Linked DNA regions of Sus scrofa: region 1 is linked to region 2. The links are chromatin contacts, called in public Hi-C maps. All regions are on one chromosome and are shown on one strand. Each heading gives the region's core, a stretch centred on a gene start, on an enhancer-like site or on the middle of the called end of the contact. The rest is flanking DNA. Distances are from core to core; before and after follow the strand shown.

Region 1 (4,558 bases), core at 233-2,732, 670 kb before region 2:
CTGCTTAACCCGCACAAGACCAGTGGGAAATGCCAGTTCATGGACTGAGGCTCAGAGGGGTGGAGGGACTTCCCTGAGGTCGCCCAGCAAGGAGCCGGAACTGGGACCTTCGCCCTTCGGACTTTAGCCTCACTTGTTTGCAGTTCTCAGTGAGACCGGCTTTGGTGTCAGCCCTACTGGAACAATGACAAAGGGAAGGGTCGGTCCCCAGCCCGTCTCCCCACCTCTCTTCTTCAGGAAAGACAGCAGGGCAAGCTCCAGACCTCAGCAGAGGCGCCTCCCTTTGGAGCAGAGCGCCTGCAGGGCCCCCAGCCCTGGGGATGACACCAAACCCACTCACCCACGGGAGGCCCTAAGGCATGGTCGGCGAGGGCAACCCAAAGCGGAACCTCTGGGTGTTGTGGTTGATTTGCTAATGAAACAGAAACCACAGGCAGGCTCTGTCAGCTTTCCGGAAGCCTTGCTGGGCAGCTGAGATGCCTGGGGAAGGCGCTCCCAGCGTACACACACAGGCAGCGGCAGCCAAACTAGACGCCAGGACATGCCCACTGCACGGCCCCACCTCCTCAGCCAGCCCAACCCCGACCCTGGCATCGCGAGGAGGGCTGACCCATGACCTGTTTCTCAATCAGGGTAGCGGGTACTCGGTTTCAGGGTCCTGCAAAGTGACAGGACGTTTCCTCTTTGAGTTCATGCTCTTCAATGCCAACGGGAGCGCCGCGACCCCAACGACAGGGACGGGTCCTACTGGACACAACGTGAGCAGGGTGGCTCGGGTCCTGCCGGCCCTGCAGGATGGCTCTCGGGCACGGCGGCACCCTCCCCATGCCAAAGGCACGCATGAAGCTGTTCTGAAAGAAACTAGGCGGAGGTAAATATACTAAAACAGGAGGCGGGCGGAGTCTACGGTGGACCCGGCGGGTTGGGAGGGGCCGGCTGCAGATCAGACTAAAGGAGACGTTTCAGCTTCCCAGGCAGACGGCCCGGGAGTGCTAATGCCACCAGGCCTTTGCTGCCATCTGTCTCCATCCTGGCTACGGCCAAGGGTGCAAGCCCTGAAAGTCACCCTTTGAGGTGAGGGGGTGAGGACATTGCTCTTAATACACAATTCGGGATGAAGACGCCAACCCCCAGGGGCAGAGCTGGGGACGAGCTGCTGAGAGCCAGGAGGGATGGGGCTTGCCTCCCCCGGCGCCCTTCTGAGTCTGGTGGGGGCAGGAGTGGGGTGGGGTGGGTACCTCTGTAGCCAGAGCTGTTCTTGGCTCAAATCCCATCAACCCCCACTGGCAGCAGGGTCCTTGCTGAAAATTTCCACCACCACCCCCCCCCCCCCCCCCGCCACAGCTTTAGCAGAAGGAAACATAAATCTTTAAGAATCCAAAGATAAGAAAGGAAGCTACTGGGAGTTCCCGTCGTGGCTCAATGGTTAACAAATCTGACCAGGAACCATGATGTTGCGGGTTCAATCCCTGGCCTCGCCCAGTGGGTAAAGGATCCGGCGTTGCCGTGAGCTGTGGTGTATGTGCAGACGAGGCTCAGATCCCATGTTGCTGTGGCTCTGGCGTAGGCTGGTGGCTACAGCTCCAATTGGACCCCTAGCCTGGGAACATCCATATGCTGCGGGAGTGGCCCAAGAAAAGGCAAAAAAAAAAAAAAAAAAAAAAAAAAAAGAAAGAAAGGAAGCTACACACAAGCAAAAATCCAGCTGGGACCAAGATGGCCTCAAATCTGACCTCCGACAGACCTTGAGTCTCATCATACCTTGATTTTCCTCCAGTAACAGGTTAGAAGACACACCTACCAGTGGCGGCCACCAGGTATCAAGGACCAAATAAGGATAAAAAGGGGTGGCACCCCACTCCCTGGAAAGTCCTGCCCCTTCCAGGGCTGGCACAGGCAGCCCTGGTGTGGACATTTTTTAGTATCTCTTATGCAGAATAAAGCTTATGCTTCCTCATCATGAGCCTCATTCCTCCCCTTTCATCTTTAGTCTTTAAAATTAAGTCCGTCTTGCAAGGTGGGTAAGATGCTGATCTGTCAACCTAGTTCCCACTTTTCTATTCCTTGACCACCGAGTAAAGCTTATGCTACACTGATCTCAGCTTGGGTTTCATTATTCACCTACTTGAACCTGAACAGAAAAAGAACCTTCCCCAAACCGAGGTGGAGGGCCTCGGCTACACCAGGGCCTGAGCGGCATCTCTCCACATGACTTAATTCAGCAACGAAATTTTGTGTCCAACGTGGGGCCCCTTCCATCTCGTAACTCAAGACCTGCCTCCTGCCCCAGGGCTGACAAAGCCGGCTAAATCACTGGGCAGCTGGTCCCAGTTCTTGACCTCTGGGCCAGCCAGCAAGGGCCCCTAAATTGAGCCTGAGGTCCCAAAGCAGCCAGGGTTCAAGTGCAGCGCTCCCCAGGTAAAGACACGCCCTCACTCCCAGCATGTCTACAGTAAGGATGCTGGCTAGAGACTGGGGTAGTGTCTGGGGGATGCCCGGCACTGGACACGCTGACTCCACTTCAGCCGATAAAGCTGGGGTGCCGAAGGGCTTGGCTGGTCAAGGGAAAGGACCCTGGGCGTCTGGTTGGAGCCAGACCTCTGTCTAGAGGACTGGACCAGGGGGTTGGTTGTCTAAATGGAGCCAGTGTTATGGTAAGGGGGTGGGGGGGCAAGATTGGGCAATTGGTTACCTGGTTGGACTGGCTCCTGGCAAAGGGGACAGGACTGGACAGACTGGATGGGAAGCCCTCCGAGGCTGCCTGCCCTACGGTCAGCACATCTCTTCATGGGTGTCATAAGCCTTAGCCTCTGTTCTTGATACGAATGAGGCTTCCATCTCTGTCCTACGTGGCCTTGACTGTCCTACTGCTCTTGGAAACACCTGCTGTGACTGCGGGCGTGGGTTGAGCACGGCCAGGCCACTAGGGTGCTCAGCACGGAAGACTCCTGTGAAAGGAGAGGCTGGTCCTGGACCAGGGTGGAAGAGGAGCAGGCACCCTACAGATTAGAAACAAATGTTTGTGTAAGTAGGTGTGACGTAGACACTCACAGCCCACCCCCGGGGCGTGCCCACCTCCAGGGGACGGTCAGAAATCCAGAAGCACGTCTCTCCTATGGGTTCCTCTTGCTCTAGCCTGCCATCCTGGGGCAAAGGTGTGCGTCTCCGCAGGATAGGGCTCTCCCAGGACGCTCCTCCCAGATCCCTAGGGATCCTTCCTCTGAGACACAAGCCCTTTAAAATCCTGATTTTGCCAGGCTTCAGGAACATCGCTTTGTCTAACCGGGGAAGGAAGAAGAGGGACCCCTGATTGCCGGAGTCCCTGGGTCCCTGTGGCTGCGAGCACAGGACAGGTGTGCATTCAGCCTCCCTGTCTGATTACCTGTAACTGAGCAGGGTCAAGCCCTCCTTGATGCCAGAGAGGCTTTCTGGGCAACTTCTCTGAGTAGAGAGCCCCTGTTTCCACCACCCCCCCGCACCCTACCTCTGGGGACTGCTTGCTGAAAGCACGCACCCACATCCGGCGCCCCCTGCAGCCCCGCAGTGGGCCTGGGAACGTCCAGGCATTGACTTAAAAGGGGTCCAGGTTTCAGCCAGAGCACCTAGACACCTCGGCGTGGACCAGATCTTGTGAGACCTGCATTGCCACCAACCCTATGAAGAAGCCACTAGGAACCAACTAGATTTAAGAACCCCTCCGTGCTGCCCCAGCATCACTCAGCTCCATTCTCCAAGGCTGGAAATTCCTCGAGGGTCACCCCTAACAAAGAGCTTAGTTTCTTTTGCAACACCACGTGGTACACAGCGTGGCCCCAGGACAAAGCGGCAGAGGGAAGAAGTTGGCTCTCTGAATTGCAATCAATTTTTCAATTGGACCTCTGTTGCCAGCATTTACAAAAGTGGGATGAGATCCCTTACGCACAATTTTTCACGATGCTTAGTCAAAACAAGGGCCTCCACACAAAACGCAAGGCTCGTCCAAATCGCATTCTCCTGGTATCGGAGCCTCAGCCTGAGCATCCTCTTCATTTACACCCTGCACCAAGGGCAGCGCCTGTCCCAGCAGTTCACCCCAAGCTCCTGAGTCATCGACACCAGCCACTGCCCTCCTGAATCCCCTGCGCTCTCCACTGGCTCAGGGTCACCACTGCCCTACCTGCTGCCCCCTCCTCCTCCCGACAGGTGGGCCAGAGGAGGGCTTCCCACCGCCCCTCGGGGACTAGGCCAGTGCACATTTGGGGCAGCCCTCTGGACTCCGTAAGCTGTGCTCCATCGGAGGTCCCTAAGGGAGACGCTGGACTGCCCACCACGTCTCTACCTTCTCTCCCTCAGATCAGGAAGGCTCCATCCAAGGGCCTGAGGCCGGGACCCGAGGGAGTCCTTGGAAAGTCCAAGGAGTACGCCACACTCACGTCTCCACTTGGGCAGAGATCCAAACCCTCCTAAAATATCTTATTCTCTGGGGAAGAAAAGGCACGATTGTAACTAATGCAGGGGAGGAGCCTTCAAGAGGGTTTAAAATAATGCAGGGCGCGCTGTGTACCAGCCGGGAGTCCAG
Region 2 (4,864 bases), core at 1,122-3,621:
AGACTCACTTTTCAATCTTCCTCGGATAAGCTGTGTTTGGAGGAATGAAAAGAAAGAATGTAGGTCCCCCAGAGTAACAACGGAGGAGCAGGACTAGTCACAGAAGGCAGCTCCAAGGAGAAAGCGGTTCTTGGGCAGCAGAGTCGGGGACGAAGTCTAACTTCACCCACCCTCCTTGCCAGCTGACGACAGCACAAAAAATTAGAGTCATCCTTGACCCCTCTCACACCTCCCACAATTTCTCAGAAGGTCCTATTGTTTCTACCCTAAATATACATAATCTGCCTACTTCTCGCTGCTGTTTCCCCTGCTGCTGGCCTGGTCCCGGCCACCCCACCTCTCACCTAGATTCCCTGTAAACTAGCAGGTCTTCCTGCTCTTTCTCTCCCACCTCCCTCTCCCCTGCAACTGCACCACCCCCCCTTTTCTGTTCTTCTCAAAGCAGCTAATGATCCTGTTACAACTAAGGCAGAGCATGCCGCTCCCCTGCTCAAAACCCCATCTCACCCAGACTAAAATGCAAAGTCCTCTCCATGGCCTAGAAAGTCCTTAATGATCCGCCCCATTCCCTGGGGGGGAGTGTCCACCTCCTGTCACCCCCCCCCATCCTAACACTCCCGTCATCAAATAGCCCCAAGCACACCCGGAGCCCTAAGGCTCTTGCACAAGCTGTTCCCTCTGCCTGGAGGCTCTTTCCCCCAATAACGGTCACATCCCTCACTTCTTTCGGATCCACTCAGATCTCACGTTGTCACTTGGCCTGACCTGCCCAGCTCCTCACGGCTCCTGTCCCCCCCACTCTCAGCTACCTCTTCCTTTCTCACAGCACCTATTTCCTACTAATGGACATTTCTCTCTCCCCACTAGAATGTAAAGTTTTGGGGACAATGATCTTTGCTTTGTTCACTATATCCCAAGCTCCTAAAAGAGCAGCTGGCACATGATCCAATTGCTGAACGAATGACTCGCCTCTTTGACACCTTTTATTTTATTTATTTATTTATTTATTTTTGTCTTTTTGCCTTTTCTAGAGCAGCTTCCCATGCCATATGGAAGTTCCCAGGCTAGGGATGGAATCGGAGCTGTAGCCGCCGGCCTACACCACAGCCACAGCAACGTGGGATCCTTAACCCATGGAGCAAGGCCAGGGATCGAACCCGCAACCTCATGGTTCCTCGTCGGATTCATTAACCACTGCACCACGACGGGATCTCCGACACCTTTTATTCTTCACAGCATCCTGTCCTAAGGTGTCAAAGAGGTGAGTCATTCATTCAACAACTGGATCATGTGCCAGATGCTCTTTCAGGAGCTTGGGATACATGTAAATTAGTACAACTACTATGGAAAACAGGATGGAGATACCTCAGAAAATTAAGTATAGAACTACCCTATGACCCAGCAATCCCACTCTTGGGCATATATATGGACAAAACTTTCCTTGAAAAACATACATGCACCCCAATGTTCACTGCAGCTCTATTCACAATAGCCAGGACATGGAAACAACCTAAATGTCCATCGACAGATGAATGGATTAGGAACATGTGGTATACAGACACAATGGAATACTACTCAGCCATAAAAAAGAACAAAACCATGCCATTTGCAGCAACTCTCACAGTAAGTGAAGTAAGTCAGAAAGAGAAAAACAAATACCATATGATATCACTTACATCTGGAATCTAATATATGGCACAAATGAACCTTTCCACAGAAAAGAAATTCATAGACTTGGAGAACATACTTGTGGTTGCCAAGGGAGAGGGGGAGGGAGTGGGATGGACTTGGAATTTGGGGTTCATAGATGCAAACTAGTGCATTTGGAGTAGGTAAGCAATGAGGTCGGGCTGTGTAGCGCAGGGAACTGTCTGGTCACTTGTGATGGAGGGTGATGGAGGATAATTGTGTGTGTGTGTGTGTGTGTGAGAGAGAGAGAGAGAGAGAGACTGGGTCACTTTGCTGCACAGTAGAAAATTAACAGAACACTGTAAACCAACTATAATGGAAAAAATAAAAATCATTTTTTAAAAAAGAAAGAAAAACAAGTTAAAAAAAAAAAAGGCGCTTTGACGCGGATTATCCCACGGAAAGTACTTCTGCAGCGCTTGTGCAGCTCTCTCGCTCCATCTGGTGGCAGCTGTTTTTCTAGTCCCAGCGAGGGCCCACGTTTTCTCGGAACTACTTAGCTCGGTTCTTACGGAGTGCCCATCGGACCAAAATCAAGGAGCACAAACTCAGAGCAGGAAATTACATCCTTGAGAGGCATCACCAGTACCCAATAGACACAAAGATCTGGCTCACGTGGTGCACATGCAGCCAACCGTACTCCTAACAATGCTCAACTCCCTCCCTTCCGCTCCTGGCTCCTTCTCTCTCGACAAGATGGCAGCACCGGCAGTACCGGCGAGTGCTCCTCCCGCCACTCCGGCCCCGGCCCCGGCCCCGGCCCCGGTCCCCGCTGCGGCCTCAGCCCCGGCACCGGCCCCAGCCTCAGCCTCGGCTCCGGCGCCCGCAGCGGCTCCGGCGCCGGTACCGGCTGCAGCGCCGGCGCCCGCCTCGTCCTCAGACCCGGCGGCGGCGGCGGCGGCCACTCCCGCGGCCCGGGCCAGGCCCCGGCCCGGCTCCGGCCCCCGCGCAGACCCCGGCGCCGTCGCTGCCCGGGCCTGCGCTCCCGGGCCCCTTCCCCGGCGGCCGCGTGGTGCGGCTGCACCCGGTCATCTTGGCCTCCATCGTGGACAGCTACGAGCGACGCAACGAGGGCGCCGCCCGGGTCATCGGGACCCTGCTGGGTGAGGGCCCGCCGCGGGCTGGCCTTGGCCTCCCGCCGCCGTCTCGCGCCCCTCTCTCCCCGTCCCCGTGGCGGTTACCTGTTGAACAGACGCCGTGTGCCACGCGGTCTAGGTTTATCCTCGGTCGCCCAGCAGTCTCTGCGCCCGGTGGATGGGTCTCAATCTGCGGAAGATGAGGTCCACGCTGGCGAGGACGCGGAAACGCTCGCCTCCCCCGCCCGGTGACCTCGTTTCCCCCCTTATCTGCTGCTGCGCGTCTTGACTTTCCAGGTGTTTACTAAGAAGTTTCTACCCAGTTGGCAAAGGAGTCGAGGACGTCTGTAAAAAGATACCACCCTCGACAAGTAGCTGGTTTGGCAGGAACTCATGTAGGGTTTCAGTAACACTCCGGTTTCCTGAGCCTCTAAGCGGGATCCTCTGAGCCCCGGTGTCCCCGATGTCAGTGCCCCCAGTGCCGGCTCTGATTCTCCGTTTGAACACAGTTGTATTACCTGTTACTGTAGTAACATTCAGACGGAGAAACAGGCTTTTCCCTGCTCCCATCCCAAAGGTGGGGAATAGGTATTTTATGTTAAAGTGGTTCATGAAACGGAGACGCCTTGAAGCGGGGTGCTCTGACGAGATGTCCTTTTCTCGGGGGGCTGCTGAGCCCGTCAAATTCATTTTCACTCCGCCCCGCTCGCAGATTCGGGACACCGTGGTGAAGCCGCTTTACTCCCGCGCGTTTCTCTTACCCTTGCACGTGCAGTCGTCTCCGCCGTGGGAGACGGTGGGTGTGTTGCCAGGAGTCGTTGCAGGCCCACCCCGGCACCTGTCAGCCTCGGGCCTGGGACACGACTGAGGGCTTTGGGAGCGTTGGAGCGCTGCGGAGGCGCGGGTGGTGCCGGCCCAGACCGGGACCAGACGGCTGTTGGGGGCCGACTTCCGCCGCGGCAGGTGCCTTCCCTCCCTCCCTTGTTTGTTCTTCAGCTCCACTCATCCTCGGGTTCCAAGGAGAAGTCTCTCCGTCCTTCGTGCGGACCCCATCGTCACCCCGTTCTTAGCCTCCCCGAGTCCGTGGTTGTGCCCTGCTTTGGGCTTCTGTAGTAAATCGTGCGTGCATCACTGATGGGCCCGCGACGAGACCTTCGGATTCCCACCCAGAGTGCGCCTGTTGTGTGGTGTGGGGTGTTAGGGAGGCAGTGCTTCCTGAATGAGGTGTAGGTCCTGCTTGCTAGATGGAGCTTCGCAATGTTCGCAGAAGTTAATTTACGGAACACATTCCATTTGGTTAAATGAGCTCATTGGCACCATTTACTGTAAAACTGTCGGGTACTTAAAACTCAAAGTGTGGAGTTCCTGTCGTGGCTCAGCAGTTAGTGAACCCATTAGGGCTCGATCCTGCCCTCGCTCAGTGGGTTAAGGATTGGGCATTGCCTTGAGCTGTGGTGTAGGTCGCAGACGCGGCTCGGATCCTGCGTTGCTGTGGCTCTGGTGTAGGCAGGCAGCTGTAGCTCTAATTGGACCCCTAGCCTGGGAACCTCCATGTGCCACAGGGATGGCCCTAAAAAAGAATTTAAAAAAAAAAAAAAAGTTTGATAAAATGAGCTTTGTTCAAACCTTAAGTTCAAGGTGAGGTTATAGTCACATGCAGATAATTGGACGAAGCCGTGGCAGATGGGAACAGGAGCGTGTCATTGCGACAGGCAGATACAGACAAGCTTGAAGTGGTCAGTCTGCTGCCTCCGAGAGGTCAGACGGGTGGAGTACGCATCCTTCGTGACTCCTCGGGGGGCAGAAGCGCAGTGAGGAGGAGTTGGACACATGACAGGTGCACAGGGAAGCACCCGAGCCTGGCTGGGAGGTGCTGCTCAACTAGTGGGAGGGAGCGGCCTGGGGGCAGCAGCCTCCATGAGGTCCGGAGACCAGGGAGGGAGGGGAGGTACCGCCAGAACCAGAGGAATAGGAGTTCGTGGTGAAGGGCCGACCTTGATGCTGAAGCTTCTCCGGGAGGTTTCTGGATGGCGGTGTTAGGGTCATAAACCGGCAACCAGGTGTGTGTGGGGGGGAACAGGCGGCGCCCCTGCAGCTGA

The links. A called contact is a pair of places that touch in the nucleus more often than the background predicts.
Region 1: a Hi-C map of embryonic fibroblasts shows a contact between it and region 2, with 1.9 times the contacts expected there. The contact joins the promoter of LOC110262320 here to the promoter of EIF3F in region 2. A contact is called at or near these places in 1 of 5 promoter capture datasets (liver) and 2 of 47 Hi-C or Micro-C datasets (embryonic fibroblasts and subcutaneous adipose tissue).

The regions. Positions count from the first base shown.
Region 1 is chr9:1,969,373-1,973,930 of Sscrofa11.1, reverse strand. It overlaps LOC110262320 (NADH-cytochrome b5 reductase 2), which reads right to left and starts at 1,482. Exons shown (of 11, transcript XM_021102714.1): 1 at 611-1,482; 2 at 367-412; 3 at 341-364. The coding sequence starts at 694.
Region 2 is chr9:1,295,494-1,300,357 of Sscrofa11.1, reverse strand. It overlaps EIF3F (eukaryotic translation initiation factor 3 subunit F), which reads left to right and starts at 2,371. Exons shown (of 10, transcript XM_021062272.1): 1 at 2,371-2,601; 2 at 2,603-2,792. The coding sequence starts at 2,386.